Regions from separate parts of the Columba livia genome. Here region 2 is linked to region 1. Evidence: chromatin contacts called from public Hi-C data. All regions are on one chromosome and are shown on one strand. The core of a region is the stretch at or near the end of the contact, and the rest is flanking DNA. Distances in the headings are between cores, read along the strand shown.

Region 1 (5,152 bases), core at 482-2,981:
TTAAAAAAAAAAAATAATAATGCCCAAAGGTTCCCTAAATGCTGCCATATCAGTGGTAAGTTCATTTTTAGGAAGTTGTGTGAGACATCTCTAACGTGTCATTTTTAGCAATCTTACTTTTGTCTTGAATAATACTTTTCATTTGCCAAATCATCCTTAATTTTATCCTCAAACCATTTTGTTCACACTATGCAAGTCACATTAACATTTTATCATACACACCAGAACAGGTAGTAGGCTACAATTTCACTGCAGTTTTGTGTTCAAGGAATACACATTAAAATTAAATGAAACATCTGTCCTTCAACACACACTGCTATGAACACAGGATATTAATCCCATATTATTGTGAGGCATTTTCAGCAGCAGGAAAATATGAGCTGAGGTATTATTCCCATTACGAAAATTAAACTGAGCAACAACACAGATCAAGAAAACCACTGAAGACCTCCATATTACCTGAGGATACAAGTAATTATCCTTTAGATATGTATTTCTTATGGGGTAAGTCATAGACACAAGTCCAGAAGCAGACACTAAAAGGAATAGGCAAAGACGTACCCTGTGCCGTCCCTAATCCCAAAACCGAGCAATGCTGAGAGAGTGTAAAAGGGCACAATCAGGCTTCTGTTCTTTCTTCATGCCACATCTCTTATGGTGTCATGACAAATCAAGGCCTCAGCTGGATGGATGGATAGGTAGCTACTCTGACTCAGGAGGGCATTTCTTTGTATTTTAACATTCTATCAATAATCTTCTATCTCAAACACCTGTCTGGTTCAGTTGTCTAACTAAAGGCATTATGAACCAAAAAGTATTAACACAGACTTTATTAGTGTTACATTTTGTAGCAAAGTTAATCTCAGGAAGAACCTATGAAAATTGCAAATAGTAACCAAGAAAAAAAGAAAACAATATCCACCTTTCTCTGTTAATTTTTTAAATTAAACAAAATATGGGCAGTTTCAGTTAATGTAAAGTTTCACCTGTTTTCCAACCAATTTGTTGCTAAAATATTTTGAATCTTCATACGGTTTCAAAGTCACATGCAAAAAAAGGAATACTGTTAAGAGAGTCTGCAATTACATCCTTAGGTACCAATCCTGAGTTACATTTGTGCTCACACTCTCTCGGAACTTTCCCCAGATAAACCTGGGAAAAGATCTTGTCCTTAGTCTTACACCACGTTTGCGGAGATTTTGTCATGGGAGGGGGAAGGACGCTCCTCCCAAATAATCAATCAGGAAACACAATGGCGCCAAAATAACTTCAAGTACAGTTAAAACCCAGCTACTGAAGCGCCGGGAAAGCCCGCCCAGGTCCCTGCCGAGCTGAGCACCACACAGGCTGACCGACCACCGCTTCCCAACGTGCCCACTGCTGTTCAGAGGCGTCCCTCCCTTCCCAGCCTCAAGAGAGGGGAAAAAACGAAAGAAAAGACGGCAACAGCCTCTGCCCGCGGGCCCAGCGCTGCCTGGCTGCGGCGGGGCAGCCCCGGCTGGCAGCTCCGCCCCGCCCCGCCGAGGGAGCGGGACGCCCATCTCCACCCCCTCACCTGCAAGTCCCGGGCACTGGGCGGGCGGCCGCTGCCGCTCCGGGGCTGCCGATCCCTCCGGCCGCCACCGGCCCCCGCGGACACGTCCCCTTCCTGCTGCGCGGGAGATGCGCCGCCGTCCGCCATCTTCCGAGGGCGGTGGCGGCGGCGGCGGAGTGGGGGGGGGACGGGGCGGGGCCAGCGCCGCCAAGGCACTTCCGCCGCCAGCGCGGCTGCCATAGCAACGGGATGGGGCGGGGCCTGGCCGGCCTAGCCACGCCCACAGGGCCGTTTCCATGGGGACGGTGGGACCTGTTACCGCCGGGCTGAGTCAGGTCTTAGAATCACAGAGTCACAGAATGTTTGGGATTGGAAGGGACCTCGAGAGATCATCTAGTCCAATCCCCCTGCTGGAGCAGGAACACCTAGATGAGGCTACACACGAAAGCATCCAGGCGGGTTTTGAATGTCTCCAGAGTAGGAGACTCCACAACCTCCCTGGGCAGCCTGTTCCAGTGCTCTGGCACCCTCACTGTGAAGAAGTGGAACCTCCTGTGTTCCAGTTTGTACCCATTGCCCCTTGTCCTATCATTGGTTGTCACTGAGAAGAGCCTGGCTCAATCCTTGTGACACTCACCCTTTACATATTTATAAACATTAATGAGGTTGCTCCTTAGAATCTCTCTGTGTGCCACAAGCACATTCTGGCCGTTGGGCTGACACCACCATGTGAGGGCTGGTGGTCTCCACCAAGGCCTGTCAGCAGGCAGGAGCCTTCCTCCATGGCCGGCTGCTGAGAGCAGGCTGCAGGCAAACCCACCCTCCTGTCCATGCCCGATGGGAGGAATACGGCTGGGCCCACGTGACACGGACACACAATATCCCTCCTGGGCAAGGGGGACTGAGGGCACACAGACAGACACACACACAGACGGACACACTCCCCATAGGACTAACACGCCAGAAGGCTGTGCTGCCATCCAGTGAGACCTGGACAGGCTGAAGAGCTGGGTGGGGAAAAATTTAATGAAATATAACAAGGGCAAGTGTAGAGTCTTGCATCTGGGCAGGAACAACCCCAGGTTTCAGTGTAAGTTGGGGAATGACCTATTAGAGAGCAGCGTAGGGGAAAGGGACCTGGTGGACAGCAGGATGACCATGAGCCGGCACTGTGCCCTTGTGGCCAGGAAGGCCAATGGCATCCTGCGGTGTATTACAATGGGGGTGGTTAGTGGGTCCAGAGTGGTTCTTCTTCCCCTCTACTCTGCCCTGGTGAGACCACACCTGGAATATTGTGTCTAGTTCTGGGCCCCTCAGTTCCAGAAGGACAGGGAACTGCTGGAGAGAGTCCAGCATAGGGCAACGAAGATGATGAAGGGAGTGGAGCATCTCCCTTATGAGGAAAGGCTGAGGGAGCTGGGGTTCTTTAGCTTGGAGGAGACTGAGGGGTGACCTCATTAATGTTTATAAATATGTGAAGGGTGAGTGTCAGGATGATGGAGCCAGGCTCTTCTCGGTGGCAACCAATGATAAGACAAGAGGCAGTGGGTATAACCTGGAACACAGGAGGTTCCATTTAAATTTGAGAAGAAACTTCTTCAAACTCATCTAGGTATTCCTGCTCCAGCAGAGGGATTGGACTAGACAATCTTTCAAGGTCCCTTCCAATCCCTAACATTCTGTGGTTCTTTGATTCTCAGTGTGCTTTTACATGCAAGGCTGTCTGCAGTACTACAAAGTACCATTGATGATGGCTGAAACCAAACTGTGTTGTTTGCTTAAAGTGCTTAAGCAAATTCAGAGGAGAAAGGGATATCAGCCTGACAAATGCTGGCTCTGAGCACTTGGGTGGTGGCTTGTGGGTGCCAGAATAACAGGCTGGTTTAAAAAAATGTGAGATTTTGTTTTCTTTTTGACTCTTACCCATGAAGGATTTGAAACATTTTCCAAATGTGGAAGTTAAGTTTGTCACTTTAATCTTATGGTTGAAATACTCTGAAACTTTGAGAAAAATCCTCGCCCTCTTGTTGTAATTTTGTAGTCAGGTACCAAACTCGACCATGTTGCATGTCAGAAACTAAAGCTAGGATCTTAAATGTAAAAACTTAAAGATCGCAGTTGCCTGTGATGTGATGGGTTGACCCTGCCCACCCAGTTGCTCACTCACTCCCTGCCAGTGGGATGGGGGAGAGAATGAAGAAAAATAAAAGCAAAATCTGAAAACTTGAAAACTCATGGGTCAAGATAAAAAGCAGTTTAATAGGTGGAGCAAAGCTGCTCATGCAAACAAAGCTAAATAAGGACTTTATTCACTACTTCCAATTGTCAGGTGAATGTTTAGCTGCTTCATGCAAAGCACAGCTTCATCACACATAACAGTTACATAGGGAAACAGACACCATAACCCTGAGCATCCCACTTTCCTTCTCCTTCCCCTGAGCTTTTACTGCTGAGCATCACATTGTATGATAAACGATATCCCTTGGTCGGTTGGGGCCAGCTGTCACAGCTGTGTTTCCTCCCAGCTTCTGGCTCACCCCCAGCCTACTTGCTGCTGTGGCAGGGTGGGAAAATGTAAATCTGGATGCTATGCAAGAGCTCCTCAGCAACAGCCAAAGCACTGGTGTGTTATCAACACTGGTTTAGTCACAAATCCAAACCACAGCATTTATGGGCTGCCATGAAGAAAACTGATTCCATTGTAGCCAGATCCAGTACAATGAACTGTTGAAATTTTATGTGCTAATCTGCAGTGAAATAAAAAAAATGGGTGCTATAGGTAAGACCTGGAATGACCCTAAATGTAACTAATGAAGAGCGACTAATTTTTAAAAGTGGATGTTTTCAGTTTCTGAAGAATAAACCTAAGACAAAGAAAGATGGCAATGAAAGAAATCTTGAAATGCTCATCAGACATTAGAATTTACCATTTGGTTTATAGGGCAAGACTTTGTGACAACCAGGCTGACTGCAAACATGTTCTTTGATATAAAACAAGGGGTTTTATATATAACAGGAAAGAAGTATTTCTAATAGTACAAATAGGAATCAATAGTTCAGTTTCCATTTCAATATTTTCTGAAGATGTGGGTCCACAGTATCTGCACACAAATAAATCACTGCTCCGAGTGAGACCCATTGAGCTGACTGGCACTTGAAAAGTTTTGTAATCCAAACTGGTGAAAATGCAACTATTTAAAGTTTGCAATCAGGATTTGCTTTGGAATTGTGGACTGGCAGCTAAAATCGCTAACTATCCAGAACTCATGCATAATGCTTGATTACCCTCAACTGAGCTTTCTAAGCCAGACTAGTAAACCATGAACTTATATCTGTGCCTTCCGAGTCGGCCAAACCCTTGGTTATCGTGTGGACAGAATGATCTGTTACCACCCATGAACAATGGGGAGAAAGCTGTGGGTGGGAACCCAGATCCATCTGAAGGGTCAATGCTACCTGTTCTACACTGATAGCAGTATTGTTCTTATGAAGAATGTGAATATGATTGGGTTTTTCTGCAGAGTTTTTGGGGGTGTTTGACAAAGAAGAATGGCACCACTGAGGATGTATTTTATATATCTATATCTATATCTATATCTATATCTATATCTATATCTA
Region 2 (5,838 bases), core at 961-3,460, 96 kb before region 1:
TATCATGTCCAACCTGAACTATTTTGGGGCAGGGGGGATGTAAGTTACACTGTGTAAAGTTCATGGTACATCAAAATGCACCTGGTGTTAGCAATCTTGGGTCTTTTCTTGCGCATTTACCCTTACTCTGGAGTTTAGTGGACAAAACACCTCACCTTTTTCTGTTAAATATTTCACTTATCCCATACAGAGTTTGTACCAAGCATCTGCTTGATCATTTTGAAAATCTGTGGTCCTGAGTGCTCAGACACTTTGATTTCAATAAATGCAAAAGAACCAGTAAAATGGCCTCTTGTGGAACAAGCTGGGTACATTGAAATATATAGAATCCAGGTGTTCTGTTACAGTTCTCAGCACTGGAAGTTTAAATAAAGAGGCTAACAAGGCTTATGCCTAAATCAAGGGTCTTTGTGCAATGTGTGTTGGATGCTTCTCCTTTTGGGGATTCTGTCCCTCAGCAAGGAGTAGGGGAGTCTTGTGGTGTTCATCAGCGCTGCCTCAGACACTCCAGTCTGACTGTTTGGTGGGGTTTAACTGTAGTGTGACAGAATAGTTAATGAATAGAAAGAAGATTCTAGCTGCTTTTGTGCCCTGGGTAGCAGGATTCATGTTGACTAGGTGACATTGGGTGCAATAGCTGTCACATAGATGTAACTACTGGGTCTTAAGCAAGAGGTTTGAGGTTAAGCCTACTTGAAGGAAGGCAGTAAGTAGCTGTTTACAGTAAGACTTTCATTCTTTCGTAGTTAAGGAGCAGAGAAAATTACTAGGGGGGGCTTTGAGTTGATTTTTTTGTTTGTTTTCTTGTGGGGGTTTTTGTTTGGTTTTTAAAATACTGATTAGAATATATTCTTGTCTAGTAGAAACAACACATTTAACTATGGGTTTTTTTTAGATCTGACAAAGCCTGAAACATTCCGTGACCTTAGTAAACCAATTGGTGCCCTGAATAAGGAAAGGCTGGATAGATTATTGGTATGTATATCTTGGCTTTTATGTGTTACACACTTTGGGCCTTATACATATTGGCAATAAAAGGACCTCTGTCAAGCAAGCTGTGAGAACTATGTAGTTATCTAAAACTAACTATAAACCTTATCAGAAGCAAACTTGCCTATACACATATCACATTTATTTTCAGCTTGATTTCATCAGTGCTGATTTTGTCAGTACTAATTTAAAGTGATTTGAATCCATATCCTCTTTCTTAGTACCGCTTCATATGTATGCGCTTTTATTTGTTTTACGTCATTTTTCAAATAAAATCCCCAAGTCCATGTAACTATTGTAACTGCGTTTCTGTGGCAGGAACTCAGATGCTATAAACATATTTGGAAATATAAAACTTCAAGCCCAGTGGGTTTATATATGTCATGTAAAATACATGTATGAATTAAACAACACAAAGTACTGGAATTCTTAAGTAGTTCCGTTTAAGTAAAATGCTGAATTTGAGGGAGAATGCTTCCAAGGAAGGAGATCTGTATCCACAGAGATCAGAGCACCGACTTGAAATTTCCACATGCAGATAATAGTGCACAGACTTTTTCCGTTTCTCAATGTAGTCAGTTGTGGGTTTTTTTCCATAAGCAATCAAACACGTGGTTACAGGCTTAGAAGGCTCTTGGTTTCTTAGTTTTTAATCCTTTGTATTAAGTCATTGTCTCCTATGATAAGTTAATTACTCCAAAACCATTTACAGAATGTAGCTGTATTTAATGTTTCGGAATCTTTATTAGTTCTTAATGAAGTATTAGGAAAAAAAATATCGCTAGATTAACTTTTTTATATTGACAAAAAAGATTATTTCAAAGTCATAAAGCTTCCTGAGGTTGTGGTGGGAAAGAACATGATCAGTATTAGGTTTCAATAAGAGTAAATAAAGTTTTCTCTCGAAGATCTGACTGTTTCGTCAAACTGTTAGCCACCTCATACATAGTGCAGTAAAAGTAACTTTGTTTAGACGATTATAGGTTTTACAGATCACACCTAGGAGCTTCAGACAGGAGGGAATCTTCCTATGTTCTTCCATCCTCATTAAACTTCACGTGAAAGATGAAAAGAAAGTCTTTGCACTCCTTTTAAGTTGAGTCACTGCAGTTACAAGTGAAAATGAGTGGAAAAAAAAGCAGAAAACCTGATAATTCTGGATGATAAGTCCTAACAATTTTTTTGCCTTATTGATTTACTGATCTGATTAAAGCCAAGTGGTTGTTAGAACTGAGAGGTTTTTTTTTCTCATTGGAAAAAAATACGGTAGTCCTAATCTGTGTCTTTACAAAAAAGTAGCAGGTATGTGTTCAATATTGAGGGAAAGCAGGAGTGCTGATTTTAAACAGACCTCTCTTTCTTCTTTACATGTTGCAGACACGTTATCGGGAAATGCCAGAGCCCAAGTTCATGTATGGGAGCCATTATTCATCTCCGGGTTATGTTTTGTTTTACCTTGTTAGAGTTGGTAAGGCAGCTTTTACGTGCTCTGTGAGCAGACAGCTACCTCCACCGTGGACAAGGTTTGGAGGAAACTGATGGGTTTTTTTTCTTCTCCTTAGCACCAGAATACATGCTGTGTCTGCAGAATGGAAAGTTTGATCACGCTGACAGAATGTTCAACAGGTTTGTTTACATTTTGTCTGTAACTAGTTTGGTTTTGTTTTCAAATGTGCATCAAGGGAGTGCAAAGCCTTAAAAAGAATATTTTTTTTTTTAAAGAAATGTTGATTGATATGTGTTATCTAGTCTTGCAGAAACCTGGAAAAACTGTTTGGATGGTGCAACAGATTTCAAAGAGGTAAATAGTTGGAAAATGGTGCGAGCCCTTCTTGATGTCTGTGCTAAGTTTTCTGTTCTTAGATGTCTCCTGTTGATTTGAGAGTTTTGGGGTGAGGTGTGTTTGCTTGGGTTTTTTTATTTTGTTGTTTGTGGTTTTTAGTTGTGTAGGGTTTTTTGTTTGTTTTGTTTTAAGGCTCTTGACTGCATTTTATGACTCCTTTAACATTTGTAACTTGTTCCTTCTCTGTAATTTCATGATTGCTTGTCTGTGTCTGCTTTCTGGCTTTTAGTTTGACACAAGTGTCATTGTGAATGTGAGAATTACCAGAGTGGATTAAAGCTGAAAAGATGCAATTTTATGTATTGTCTGCTGGAATCTTGCAAGGATTTGTTGTATTACATCTGGTTGAACTATAGAAGTATTTTCTTAGTTATTTGAGCCTTATAAAAACTATAACTTGTAGAATACATTGAGAATGATTAGCTGTCAGTAAGTGCTGGTAAATAATGTGTCTTTTATAAGGAGTTTAATATAGTGGTACTTAAAAAAAAAAAAATCTATCGTTAATCATTAACTATAGTGGTCTTTAAATAGTTGACTTCTGAAACTTTTGTCACCATGCAAGTTTTATTCTAGATTTTTTTCCTTGACTTTTACCTGATGTCTTAAAACTTAGAAGGTACCTGTGCAATGATAATTCTGAAGATACTCTTAGCTATTATGGATCTGTATGTCACATATTACATGTTAAAAATACTTAGGCCACTCTGAATTTATCTCAGAGAATTGCCTTTAAGGTAGTCAAGAAGCCTGAATGTAGTTAGGAGGATAATGGGGAGAAGTTTCCAGTGCTGCTTTACTGACAGAGAAGAAAGCCTGGAAAAATTACTACCCAGCTGTGGGGGCTTGACTTAGGAACTTTGATAACTTCTAAGTTTTTACTGATTGTATTCTACTTAAGTGATCAAAGCTAAGCTAATCTCAAAACTTTCTTTTTTTTTTTTTGGTCTTCCAGTTAATTCCAGAATTTTATGAAAATGATTCTAGTTTTCTAGTAAACAGTTTGAAGTTGGACTTGGGAAAAAGGCAGGGTGGAAAGACGGTTGAAGATGTAGAGCTTCCCCCTTGGGCATCAGGTAATGACAGCCAACTTCTTACATTATGAATTAATTCAAGATTATATAGATTCCTGGGATGGTGGTTCTTATCTCAAATTCGCATTCCATTTCCTTTTAAAGGAATTTTTGCTTCAAAACATGATGTAATTAATAGTTGTATTTAATTTTTATAGCAAATTTGAGGATTGGTGTGCAGTGTTGGGTTGGGGTTTTTTTGTTTGGCTGTTTTTTTCAAGAAGGAAGAGGAACAGAGGTGGATGACAATACTGAATGGGATATCTTCTCCTTTAATTAACCTTTCTCTTGCCAGGTCCTGATGACTTTCTTCAGAAGAGCCAAGAGGCTTTAGAAAGTCAGTATGTATCAGAACATCTTCATGAATGGATTGACTTAATATTTGGCTACAAGCAGAAAGGAAGTGAAGCAGTTGCAGCTCACAATGGTAAATACATACTTTACAGAAACGGGGTGGGGGGAAAGGATGCTTTAATTAGGCAGAAATGATAAATAACAGCATATCTGTAATGCCTGATTTCTTTTGAGTGTTCATAACTATGCTTTGAATGATTGATCCTTAAAGGAAATGCAGTTTTTTGTTACTGGAAATAGTCTTATCTAGTAAAATCTGTGGCCTTCGTGGTGATCTGCATCTTTGAAGATGTACTTAAGATGGTAGGCAAGAAGATTCTACAGCCCTGCTGTTAATTGCTCACACAGTGTGGTGTGGCAATGTAGTATGGAATTAGTGTTTCCCAGTTGAAAATGGGAGTCTGTAGGGTCTCCACACAAACATGTATTTAACTCTCCTATGCTGTATTTGCAGTGTGAGAATTTAAATGCGTTATATTTTTTTATTATTGTTATTTTTCCCCCCGCTCCTGAGAGGACTTGCTAGGGAAAGAAGGGGCTAATGGGTTATAGCTCTTTAGGAGCAAGAATGAAGGAAAAAGTGTGCAGGTGACTCCATTTGTCCTTGGGTACTACCGCAGTAGTATATAGGCCTTTTACTGTACACATGGAAAGTTTCACTGTTTGCAGTCTTATTCTGAAGGTGTAAGTAGCCGTGGTAGATGCTTACAAAAGGAGATGTTATTATGTGGTTGCTTTGGTGATGTGTTTAATTTATCTAGACCAAATAGTACTATCAATGATGAACGTATTGAGCAGTCTGATATTTAACCACGTATGTTACTACTCAATAAGAAAATGTCTTCTTGGAAAAGAAAGATTAGCAGATCAGACTTATAGGGTGTTTATTCCCACAGCCCTGATCCTTTTGAAGGATTACAGGTAACAATATTGAGACAGTTTGCACTTAACAAGAAAAAACAGGTTTAAAAATAAGACCTTCCTACATCAGTGGGGAGGGAAGGAAAAAGCAGCTCTTCGTTTTGGTTGTCAGTGCTTTCTACTTCCAGGGTAAGATAATGCAATTTGTTTTGTGATGTGGTTTTTCTTGTTCTGTGTGTGCTTTTGGGCTTTTTTGTTCTGTGGTTTTTTTTCTGTTTTTTTGTTGCCATTGGGGTTTTTTAATATGCTTCTTCACACGTCCTTAAAACATGATTGGCCGTATTTTAGATTTTTGGAGTTTGGCATCTGATCATACTGTGACCATAAATGTCAGTTACAATGTGCCAGGGCCTTTGAATATTGCAAGTTGGCATTTAAATTATGGCACCTATATTTTTCTCTCTCAAATGAGAGCACTTTTTATACATAATGTACTTTTGCTGCAATGGATTTTTATTAGCATGATGAATTGCCGACACTTCGGTAGATAAGAGAGGCAGAAGGGATCTGTGTATGAATGAGCTTATGTCAAAACATAAGGTCAGTATTGCTTTGCAGAGGCCCCAAAGTAATTCACTGTGTAACTGCTAGCCTCAGAACAAATGAACAAATTACCAGGTAGACCTTTGTAATTATTCTTTACTACATTTTGTTACC

What was found. Hi-C and Micro-C count contacts between places; a contact is called where the count stands out from the background.
Region 2: a Hi-C map of liver shows a contact between it and region 1, with 2.5 times the contacts expected there. The contact joins the enhancer-like site here to the promoter of UBXN2B in region 1. A contact is called at or near these places in 2 of 2 Hi-C or Micro-C datasets (crop and liver).

Annotation. Positions count from the first base shown.
Region 1 is chr2:122,985,004-122,990,155 of bColLiv1.pat.W.v2, reverse strand. It overlaps UBXN2B (UBX domain protein 2B), which reads right to left and starts at 1,731. Exons shown (of 9, transcript XM_065053607.1): 1 at 1,556-1,731. The coding sequence starts at 1,681.
Region 2 is chr2:123,080,708-123,086,545 of bColLiv1.pat.W.v2, reverse strand. NSMAF (neutral sphingomyelinase activation associated factor) reads left to right here. Exons shown (of 31, transcript XM_065053609.1): 14 at 896-975; 15 at 2,368-2,458; 16 at 2,553-2,616; 17 at 2,740-2,791; 18 at 3,789-3,909; 19 at 4,202-4,333. Among named protein-coding and RNA genes, the nearest start is that of NSMAF, 26 kb to the left of the region's middle. Within about 2 kb of position 2,210, at least 2 of the 3 cell types and tissues checked have an H3K27ac peak away from gene starts, as active enhancers do.